Regions from separate parts of the Pan troglodytes genome. Here region 2 is linked to region 1. The links are chromatin contacts, called in public Hi-C maps. All regions are on one chromosome and are shown on one strand. The core of a region is the stretch at or near the end of the contact, and the rest is flanking DNA. Distances in the headings are between cores, read along the strand shown.

Region 1 (5,662 bases), core at 1,601-4,100:
TAGCCTAGGCAACATGGCAAGACCCTCTCTCTACTAAAAATACAAAAATTGGCTGGGCATGGTGGTACACGCCTGTAATCCCAGCTACTCGGGAGGCTGAGGCACAGAATAGCTTGAACCTGGGAGGCAGAGGTTGCAGTGAGCCGCAATCACGCCACTGCACTCCAGTCTGGGTAACAGAATGAGACCCTGTCTCCAAAATAAATAAATAAATAAATAAAAAAGTTAAGTTTTCTACAATAAACATGTATTATAGTTATAATACTTGAGTTTGTGGAAGTGGACAGGCAGGGCCAAGAGGAATGGCTGAATTACACAGAGCCTCGTATACAGAATGCCTGCTGGTATAGAAGCTAAGCCTGTAGCTTATTTCAAGGACTGTGCCAGACAAATGCCAGTGCAGAGAGGCCAAAAGCCAAACCTGTGGACTTTCTGGACTTCAGTTCCAGAATGGTGCCAGCCTCCTGGCCCTTAAGTACACTGGGGGCCAGGGCTCCTTGTCTCTGGGCCTAGTGCCTCCTGGGCATTCACTAACTCAACAACTGTTGAATGAATGGAATGCCCAGGCCAATGAGCCTGCCCCTGACAGGTGGAGTGGAGGGCATTTTTCTTTGCCCCTGTCCCTCCCTTTGATCCTAGAACCCATAATCCTGTTCAGATCTTTGAGGACAAGACCCTCAGGTTGTTAGGTTTCCGCAGACCTGAGCCTTCTATAATGCTTGTCACACAGCTGAATGGAAGATGCTTGCCCAGGTCCCAAGTGGTACCCACAGGAACAGGCCCCTGGAGTACAGGAGACAGGCCACCTGGCCCACCCCTGGTACAACCCCCTCCCACCCACTCATTAAGAGGGAGGGCCCCTAAAAGCCCTTCTTGCCCTTTCTTCAACCTGTATCAGCATCCCCAGGAAGCAAGGCATCCCAGAGGTCAACCTCAGAGGAAACGCAGACTGCTCTCCCCACTCAAGAGCAGAATGACATGGGAAGATTCTAACATCTCTAGGCCTCAGCTTCCCAATCTGTAAAAAGGGACTGCTGCTGATGGGGTTAAATGAGTTAATTAAGTAAAGTGCTTGGCACAGAGCCTGGCACACAAGACATCCTCAAAACAATGGTGGCTGCTATTGTTATTATTATTAGTATTGTGGTGATTCCGGAAGGCAGCACTGGGCATGGGGCCAAGGGGGTTGGGGGAGCCTCCTCAGGATGCCTCAGGGACCAGCTGCCACCCACACCCCCATCAGCAGTTAGGCAGCTTCTACCTCCTTGTCCTGAGTCCTGCCTCACCCCTCCCACTTGCTCCAAGTTCCCTGCTGAGACCCCATCCTGCCTGGCCAGACCCCGCCTGCACACCAGAGCCCCACCTTCACCCATAGGCTGCGCCAGTCAAACTGGTCTCCACACCCTGCCCTGTGCCCCACAGTTCCCAGCTCCAGGCTTCTACGCCTCCAATCCCTTCTCCCACTGGAATTCAGCCGCCTCTTCTGGGCCCTCCAGTCTGAATTGGTCTTGAGCTCAGCGATCAGGGAGGGCTTTATTAAAGGATCTCCCTGAGACATTTTCTCTCCTGGCACTGGGGGCCTCCTCTCCAGCTCCCAGAGGCCCAGCCCACCTAGTCCTTCTACAGAGACTCAGGGGTCGGCCTGCCTGATTAATGAGGTTCCATGGCAACCAGGGCCCGGGAGGGTGGAGGGTGGCAGATGGAAGGACAGGCAGAGGGAGGGGATCAGCAGCTGGTCCAGCTGCCCCGCCCCTGCAGAGAAGGCCTCCCAGCCAGGAGGGCTGTCCCCAGAGGCCTGGCCGGCCAGGCCTGCACCTGGCAGTCAGCATCGAGGCAGGAAGGAGGGTCTCCTCAATGGCTCACCAACGGTTAGGCCCCAGGACTTTCCTCCGCCCCGCCTTCACTTCCCCTAGCAGCTGTGCTCACTACCGAGATGCAAATTCTGAGCTGAAGCCAGCAGGCCTCAGTTCAAATCCCAGCCCCACCACCTGCAGCCGTGTGACCAGGGGCAAGTCACTTTCCCTCTCTGGGCCTCAGTTCCTCCTCCGTCAGATGGGCACAGTGACAACACAGCTCACAGCGGGGTTGTGAGCTTTAGCTGGCTTGAAGTCGCCCAAAGGCCTGGCATGCAGTAAACGCCAGTTGAATACACGTGGGCTATTATTATCACTGAGTCCGACGCTGGGGAGGCTCCGGTGAGGAAGCTGAGGCGCAGAGCACAGAGCAGCAAACAGGGACCGGCCCGAGGTCACCCCGCACCCCAGGGCGGGGCCCGGAGGCCCAACCCCGGCTCTGCACCGCCCAGCCTGGGCGCCTCAGTCAACCCCTCCCCCGCCCCCTGCCGCCTCCAGGCCAAACACGGCGCCCTCCCGGGTCTGCGCGGGGGGCACAGGCGGCGCTGTCGGCGCGGCGTCCCTGGGGTCCGTACCGGCGGGCGGCCGAGCGCGGGGCGCGGCGCACTGGGTGTGGGCCGGGGCGCCTGCGGTGTGGCGAAGAGCAGCAGGTCAGGGTCGCAGGGGCCGGCAGCGGGCGCCGCGGGGCCGGTGGGAGCCGGCGGGGCGCTGGCGTCCTGCGCGGCGGAGATGATGACGATCTGCGAGGAGTCGAGCAGCCGCAGCGCGCCGGCCCCGAGCAGGGCCTCCAGCGCCGGCGCGCATGGGCCGCCCGCAGGGGCCCCGGCCAAGGCCATGACGCTCACGGCCCGCGCGGCCCGGGTGACAGGCGGCGACGGCGGCGCGGGCCCATGGCGGCAGGCCTCGGCGAGGGCTCGATCCCGCTCCGCCCCCGGCCGCCGCTGCCTGCAAAGTCCCGGCCACTTTTACGCGCCAAATCCTTTTTGCCGCGAAAGAGCCACGAGCCGCCGAGCGCCGCCACAATTGGCTGCCCCGGCCGTGACGGGAACAACGGCGGCGGTTCCTATTGGCTTTAACGCGCCGGACCCGGCGGCGAGGGGCGGGATGGGGCGGCGGCGCGGGGCGGTGCGGCCAATGGCGGGGCGGGGCGCGCGCAGGCTTTGTCCGGATGGTACCAGGCGCGGTCTGACTCCCCGCCCCCAGCCCGGGCGTCCCCTGCTGGAGGCGTGGGGACACGGGAACACAGGCCCCGCCCCGCCCCGACGCTCCCGCATCCCACTGACCTTTCTATAGTGCAGGTTCAGAACAGAGCCTCTCTTCTGCACGTGACCCTCAACCTGTAGCCCCCAACAGCCTCAGCTTAGATTTCCAGAGACTGTCCCCTCTTCTTTTCAGGATCATCAGTTCCACAGCCCAGCCATCAGCCTCCTCTTCCATCCTCAACTTGCCTCACCCATGACATTATCCTAATCCTGCACCCAGCCCTATCCCGCTCACCCAGAGCCCAAGCTGAAGAGCGGTGCCTGGAAATGGCGAGGGGGACGTCGGGCTTTCCTGCAAGTCCCATTTTAGCCAAAATCTCCAACAGCCAACGTATAGCATCTGCTTGAACTCATTCATTCCCTCACTCATTCAACAAACGTTTGGAGAGCTTGCTCTGTGCCCCATCCTTAATTCGTGGCCCTAAGGAGCTCACAGTCCAGTAGACAGGGGAACAGAAAGGTAACAGACGTTTACAATACGATGAAGCGGCGTCTGGGCGCGGTGGCTCACCCCCGGAATCCCTGTAATCAGCTGGCGGGGTGGATCGCATGAGCCCAGGAGTTCGAGACCAGCCTGATCAACATGGTGAAGACCCATCTCTACAAAAAATACAAAAATTAGCCAGGCATGGTGGCGTGTGCCCGTAGTCCCAGCTACTTGGGAGGCTGAGGTGGGAGGATTGCTTGAGCCCGAGAAGTCGAGGCTGCAGTGAGCTATGATCATGCCACTGCACACCAGCCTGGGCGACAGAGCGAGATCCTGTCTCTAAAACAAAAAAAGAAAACACATCACTTCTAGGGAGCCCTCCCAAGGATTTACTCACTTCCTCTATTGCCCACTGCTGCCTCTGCTCCAATACTGACCACACACACTCCTTTTCTCCATCTGCCTCCCCTGCCAATCTAGGAGCTCAGTAGCGACTCCTCCCAACACTGGTCTGGCCCAGAGCAGGCGCTGAGAAACGTTATGAAAGAAACAGAGGCTAAGCCAGAGGCTGCCTAGACTGTGACAAGGAGACCACGGTTCTGCAAGGGTGGTCCTTAGGCCACTGGCTTCAGAACCACGTGGTCACTTGCTAATTTTGGGCCCACCCTGGCCTTGCCAATTTAAAATCTCTAGGTGCCCAGGAATCTGCATTTTAACAATGCCATGTCCCCTTTCCAGGTGATATTTGTTATTCTTTTTCTTTTTTCTTTCTTTCTTTTCTTTTTTTTTTTTTGACACTTAGGGAATTAGAAAAGCCAGTATCTTATTTTTTTTTTTCCTATTTATTTTATATAGACGAGGTCTCACTATGTTGCCCAGGGTAGTCTCAAACCCCTGGGCTTAAGAGATCCTCCCGCCTCAGCCTCCAGCATAGCTGGTACTCCAGGTGACTGCCACCTCACCAAGCTTCCAGGTTATTTTTATGCATACTCACATTTGAAAGCAAACTGGTGTACCAGCATAATCAAAATGAGTGGTGCAGCCTCAAATCACAGCTCCTGAGGATGCTTCTCACCCTTAGTTTCAAATGGGCACACAGACCTTGCCCTGGCCCCTTCCAGGGTTGCCAGGAGAATGAAAAGCATAAGGAAGTGTTTTACAAACTATGAGGTGGTTTAGGAAATCAGGAGTTGTTTTCCCCTCCAATGAGTAGTTTCTGAAATTACTCATTGCAAATCCTAGAATGTATCATAGCTAGAAGGGACCACAGAGACCACATAAGCCTCTTGCTGTATGGATAGGAAAACTGAGGCCCTTTCAGGAGAAAGTAACTGTGAAGCCAACCAGTGACCAAATTGGGCCTACACTGCATTCCCAGCCCTGAGGTCTGCCTGTCCTGTCCCCCTTCCCCATCCCCTCTCCATAAAGAAGCTGAGGGGTAGGTCCCATTCTAAACAACCAACGCAGGTGCTGGCAGAGAGCAAGAGAAACCAGCACATTCCCATTCCAGATGGAAAGAGTGTCCTTTCCCTGCACCTTCCCACAGGGTCCCAGTAACACTAACATTCATTTGTGTAAAGCCCTCTCAAACCCAAGTCATTCAACAAACACTTATTAAGCACCTATTATATACCAAGCATTGTGCTGGTTTAACTGTGGTGGCTGGCAAAGAGAGATGTCTATTATTATTGCTCCATTTTATGATGAGGAAATTTGAGGCCAAAAGGGCCTGAGTTTACCAAGTAGATGAAAAGGTTATTTTTCAGGCTTGATGAGGCTGAGGTTGGGGGTTTTCCAAAGTCCTGCCCGCCCCAGAGTATTCAAGTACACATCCAGGTAGAAGTAGGAGCCCTCCTTCCCACAATCCTTCAGGTCCTGCTGAAGCAGAAAGGAGTGAAGACCAGCATTCCTAGCATGAAACTGAGGAAGAGATAAGGGCCTTCTGTACCTATTAATACCTACTTGAAAGCAGAAAAGCCTGATAGATGAGGCCCCTTGGCCCTAAGCCTGGCAGCTCCCGATAACGCTGTTCTCAATGTCAACAGTTTTCAAAAAACAGTTTCCAAAAAATCCACAGTCACTGGGCAGCCACTTCCATTGATGATCTCCTTTCAACCCCA
Region 2 (5,662 bases), core at 1,286-3,785, 380 kb after region 1:
GACCAAGGAGAGCATGTGTGGCTGACTCAAGGTAACATAATCTTGCCAGGGAAGTCAGAACCCAAGGCATCCCTGTGCCATGTGCAATCTTGCCCCTGCAGGTGCCTGTTTTTGAGGTCCTGATTCCAGTTCTGGCTTTGCTCTATTAACCAGTTACCTTGCTTCTCTGAACCTATCTCAGTTTCCCTATGTCAAACACCTCCTCACAGGGCTGTTGTGAGGGTTAAATACTGTAATACTGTGCAGCATTCAGTAATTAGTGGCCGTCCTTTTTTTTTTCTTCTTTTTTTTTTTTTTTTGACGGAAAGTCTCGCTCTGTCGCCTAGGCTGGAGTGCAGTGGCGGTGATCAAACAGTTCTCCTGCCTCAGCCTCCCAAGTAGCTGGGATTACAGACATCTGCCACCATGCCTGGCTAATTTTTTTTTTTTTAAAGTAGAGATGGGGTTTCACCATGTTAGCTAGGCTGGTCCTGAACTCCTAACCTCAAGTGATCCACCTGCCTTCGCCTCCCAAAGTGCTGGGATTATGGGCGTGAGCCACTGTGCCCAGCCAGTGGCTGTTGTTACTGTGACGGCTCTCTGGGTGTCTCATTTACCCAAAGATCAGAGGTACCTTTTAGGGCTTTTCTACCTTTGCAAACCCCTGCCACTTTTCTCTTTGCAAACCCCTGCCACTTTTCTCCATGTTCAGGCTTGTTTTTTGTTGAATTTGTTTTTGCCACATTTCTTCTACTCTTACTAGCCTGGAGAAGCAGGCCCATCCCTTTGAGCCGTAAATTGCATTTCAAAGCCTGTTTCACTAGTGGATTTTAATTAGCTTAAAAGGCCCAGCTTTTATGCAGCAATTGTTTCTCCTGCAGGTAAAGGTGAAGGCACTTATTGGGGAGCCAGTCCCCAGTTTTCTCAAAGATAGCTTTTTTCTTTCTTTTTTTTTTTTGAGACACTGTGCTCTCTCCCAGCTCCTCAGTGTCCTGGGGGCCTGTCTCTTACCAGCCCCAAATGAAAAATGGAATATAAGGACCCTAGACTTAGCGTCAGAGGACCCATGGGGTAATCTTGTCTCTGCTACTCACTAGCTGTAGCATCCTGGCCAAGTTTTTACTGTGGGTAAAACTTCTGTTCTGTTCTTCCGAGTAAGAGCATTTATAAGCTCCATGTGCGCACAGGTCTCTGCTCATCTGACATTGCAGAAGTCTCTAGGAATAAATTTGCTTCTCTCCTTTCCCCCAGCCACCAAGAACAATCCTTCTACCCACCTCTCCTCAGCTCATTGCTAAACCTAGGACCCCTGGGGGCTGCAGACACCTTGCTCTCAATTACACAGCTAATCTGTGAGGCAGAGCTTGGCCCAGGGCAGGAAATAGCTTACCAAGTGAAGTAGCTCCTGCTGAATGGATGTCAATATTTTCTAGGGCTGCCACTCTAAGCTAGGGGGTACCTTGAAAAGCATAGGAAGAATTGGGTGGGAGGGATTGAGTTGGTCTGTGGAAGTGGGTGTTTGGTTGAAAGATTAGAAAATGGTATCTGGGACCTCTGCCCTAGTGGTCCTAACCACTTAAGGCAGCCCACAGCTAGACCTTCTCACCACCTCCTGGGACATATGTTTAACCACTCCCTCCCTAACATTGATTGAACACTTACTGTGCCCCGAGTTTTGTCAGGCCTGCCCTATAACATTTGTAGGGCAGAGTAATAAGAGTACAAATAGAGACCCATGTACCATATGTTTAAACATTTGAAGGTTCTGAATGAAGCTAATAAATTGTGATGTTCCTAACAACCTGGAATACCATGTCTGAATTTAGAATTCTTGGACTCATTAGGATTCTGTACTTGAACCTGGCAGTTCAGGGAGACCTAGCCTGGCTCTACCTCCTTTTCATTCCCTTTCCCACCTCTATCCCTCACTTAGAGGAGCCTCATCAACATGTGTGTGGTCACTCAAGCCTTTGCACACCCCCACAGATACCTGTCTCCTTGGGCTGAGGGAGTCCACACAACTGTAGCACATCCCACTTTCCAAAGGAGTGTGCAGGGCATGAAAGTGGATAGGGGGCTGTTTAGACGAGGAGCTCAGAGGTTGGGTACCTAGCGCATGCCATAGGTGAGCATTTCTCCTTTTAACTGCAGATTTCTCACCCAGAGCAGCACTTGCAACCACATACATACACTTCCCAAGTCTCTCCTCTACAGATCAGAAAACTGATCTTCATATGCCATGGCTTCTGGCTGCCCCTCCTTGGCATTATACAGAATGTGTTCCACTGTGACCTTTACCCTCATCTAGAATGGGGTTCGCAGATGGCAGTATTGGAATAAAGAGGTGCAAGCCAGTGTAATTACAAGATCTTGTGAAGGGCTTTAGGGTTTGCAAAGTCCTTTTATGTACATCATTCCAAACCCAATGAGAGAAAAGACTGGCAGGGCCAAACCTTAAAAACTTGGCTCACCAGTCAAGGTGAGTACTGATCTCGTCACAATACCACGAACAGCTGTTCAGCAAATGCTTCCTGCTCAGTGGTGCTTGTGGCTCCCAGTAGAGGTCACTCTTTGTATCTCTATCCACACCCCAGGCTTGGTTGACTCCCTCTAGCCAAAGCAGGTGGCTTCTCCCTAGGCCAAAACTATAGCACTTTGAGCTGAACCACCTAGGAGAGAATCATCTGATGCCCACACAGGGGCCCTATTAACTTCTTGTATACCCGTGGATAGACAAGGAATTAACCCTTGAATGGCTTGTCATCCATGTAGGAGAGGGACTGTCAGCGAGAACTGTGAGGAATGGCAAGCCCATGGGAAAAACATGTATTGAGCATTTCCTGCCTCGTATGCACAGTGTGTTACTACCTTTGTGTCCCTCACTGCCTGATAAGTGTAGATGAGTGGAACCAAAGGCAAACTGAGTAACAAGAGTCTGTCTCTTTCAAAGTCAGTTCCAAAGCTGGCACCAGCCCCTTCATCAGTAGCAGTGATGGGACCCTCTCAGCCCCTTTCCTTTATCTGAGATAATGCACTGCTGACTCCAGTATATCCATTGGGTTCACTTTAAGCCTAACCCTGGGAGCAGTTTCTTCCCAAGTTGGGTTCAGGTCCAGCCTATGATTCCCTTGTAAACAGTACCACCTGCTGGTCAGAACGTGCCAGCTTCCAGGCTGGGAGGATTTAAGAGAAAAAGAGTCTCTTATCCCCTAGTGGGATAAGAGATACAGATGTATCTTTTCCAGTTCACTGAAAAGAAGTCCCCCCAAAATATTAGGTAAATAGGTTGGCAGACTGATGAAAGTTTTTATATATGCTATTTGGAGTCTTTTATCACCTGAAATGGCCTTAAGGTTAGGTTACTGAGATAGGAGGGTTCCAAAAGGGAGTGGCATCAACCTGTACCAATGAGCAGAAGACTGGGCCGGGAACTGCCAAGGCTTAACTTGAGGCTTTTCCTACTGAAATTGAGCTTCTCTCCTTTCCCCTTTCCTCTTGGAGCCTATGCCCAGCCGTAAACTGTACGGGAAAAATTTGTACAGCCCTTTGGGGTAAAAGACCTGGCCAGAATACAGAGAGCAAAGGGTAGGTGCAGTCTCATCTCTAAGCCAAACAGAACAAAATTTGAACGAGTTAGTATTAATATGGGTAACTAAAAAATAAATTTATTAAAAATAATTCTCAGGTGAATGTGCTGACTTTCTGTGGTATCTAAATTGGCTTTAGCTCTGGGAAGCAAAATGAAAAAGTTGAAAGAAATAGACTTTAGGGACAGACTGACCTGGGTGCGAATGCTCATTACTAGTAAGTTAATGAACTTGTCAATCAGTTTCTGCTAAAATATGAGTAATCATGACATTAACTTGTGGGATCTTGGGATTATTCAGTATTGTATACCACCCTTAGCCACAGCGAGTGCCTGGTGAGGCTTTGTATTAGTCCATTCTTGCACTGTTATAAAGAAATACCTGAGACTGGGTAATTTATAATGAAAAGTTTAATTGGTTCACAGTTCTGCAGGCCGTTCAGGCTTCTGCTTCTTGGGAGGCCTCAGGAAATTTACAATCATAGTGGAAGGCGACGGGGAAGTAGACACGTCTTCATATGGCCAGGGCAGGAGGAAAAGAGACAGTGGGAGGTGCTACACACGTCTAAACACCAGATCTCACGAGCAGTCACTCACTATCATGAGAGCAGCACCAGGGGGGAAATGCATGATTTCAGTCACCATGATCCAGTCACCTCCCACCAGGCCCCACCTCCAACACTGGGGATTACAATTAGACATGAGATTTGGGCGGGGACACAAATTCAAACCATTATCAGGCTTAGCTAGCATACCCTTTTCAAAATGGTTGGTAGCAATTCAGACAGGTCTGTGTCTGGATCAGACTAAGCAGTTTTCTTTTCCTTTTTTTTTTTTTAGACAGAGTCTGGCTCTGTCGCCCAGGCTGGAGTGCAGTGGCTTACTGCAACCTCCACCTCCCGGGTTCAAGCAATTTTCCTGCCTCAGCCTCCCGAGTAGCTGGGATTACAGGTACCCGCCACCACGCCTGGCTAATTTTTTGTATTTTTAGTAGAGACGGGGTTTCGCCATGTTGGCCAGGCTGGTTTCGAACTCCTGACCTTAGGTGATGCACCCGTCTCGGCCTCCAAAGTGCTGGGATTACAGTTGTGAGCCACCACGCCCGGCCCCTGCAATTTTCATCATATGGTGGTGGTCTAGAGTAAACATCACTTGCAAATACCATGTGACCATGGTTCTGCATTGAAGATCTTCAAATTTAGATCCTGAATGGGATAACATTTGAGATGAGCATTAAAGGAGTAGACTCAAAAGAATTAGAGTCAAGCAGATCAGGGGGTCAGATCCCAGCCCTGCCATTCACTAACATTGTGGTCTCTCTGAATGTGAGATTTCTCCCTTGTAAAATGTTGTGGTTCTGCATATCATGTGAGTAACAAATGAGGGAATGTATGTAAAGCGCCTGGCATGAGGTCAACAGCCAATATGTGGCAACTCTTGGTAATATGACAAGAAAACAAGATGCAGGAACAGGTAGGCTGGATGCTATAAGGGTTAAGGAAGGTAAGAGGCAATTCATTTATCCAGGATATGGGCCGTGGGCAGTCCTTGAGCCCAGCCCAGGGACCCAGCTTCACCGAGGCTCTTTTTCTTCAGGTGGGCACCATGTCCTTGAAGCTTCAGGCAAGCAATGTAACCAACAAGAATGACCCCAAGTCCATCAACTCTCGAGTCTTCATTGGAAACCTCAACACAGCTCTGGTGAAGAAATCAGATGTGGAGACCATCTTCTCTAAGTATGGCCGTGTGGCCGGCTGTTCTGTGCACAAGGGCTATGCCTTTGTTCAGTACTCCAATGAGCGCCATGCCCGGGCAGCTGTGCTGGGAGAGAATGGGCGGGTGCTGGCCGGGCAGACCCTGGGTAAGCCTCTCTTCACTATATTCTCCTAGTATTCTCTAGAATAGCTGCTATCACTATCCAGTTCTCAACCCCCTTCTCTCTTTCTCTCACCGCTACCACTGCTCTGAGATTTTATAAATTTATAAGCTATGTTTAAGTTTTAAGTAGTTATAAAATTAATCCCTATAGGGAAGAATTTTAGAAGCCTCTGGAAAACACTTCTGACCTGTCTCTGCTTTCTCAGAGCTTCTTAGTGA

What was found. A called contact is a pair of places that touch in the nucleus more often than the background predicts.
Region 2: a Hi-C map of induced pluripotent stem cells shows a contact between it and region 1, with 1.9 times the contacts expected there. The contact joins the enhancer-like site here to the promoter of E2F1 in region 1. A contact is called at or near these places in 2 of 7 Hi-C or Micro-C datasets (induced pluripotent stem cells and stem cell-derived neural progenitor cells) and 1 of 1 datasets of contacts at active chromatin or transcription factors (stem cell-derived excitatory neurons).

What each region holds. Positions count from the first base shown.
Region 1 is chr21:39,892,614-39,898,275 of NHGRI_mPanTro3-v2.0_pri, forward strand. E2F1 (E2F transcription factor 1) reads right to left here and starts at 2,851. Exons shown (of 7, transcript XM_003316862.6): 1 at 2,429-2,851. The coding sequence starts at 2,689.
Region 2 is chr21:40,272,191-40,277,852 of NHGRI_mPanTro3-v2.0_pri, forward strand. RALY (RALY heterogeneous nuclear ribonucleoprotein) reads left to right here. Exons shown (of 10, transcript NM_001280425.1): 3 at 5,162-5,426. The coding sequence starts at 5,171. Among named protein-coding and RNA genes, the nearest start is that of EIF2S2, 43 kb to the right of the region's middle. Within about 2 kb of position 2,536, at least 2 of the 24 cell types and tissues checked have an H3K27ac peak or open chromatin away from gene starts, as enhancers often do. A contact at or near this core is called in induced pluripotent stem cells, where this site is marked.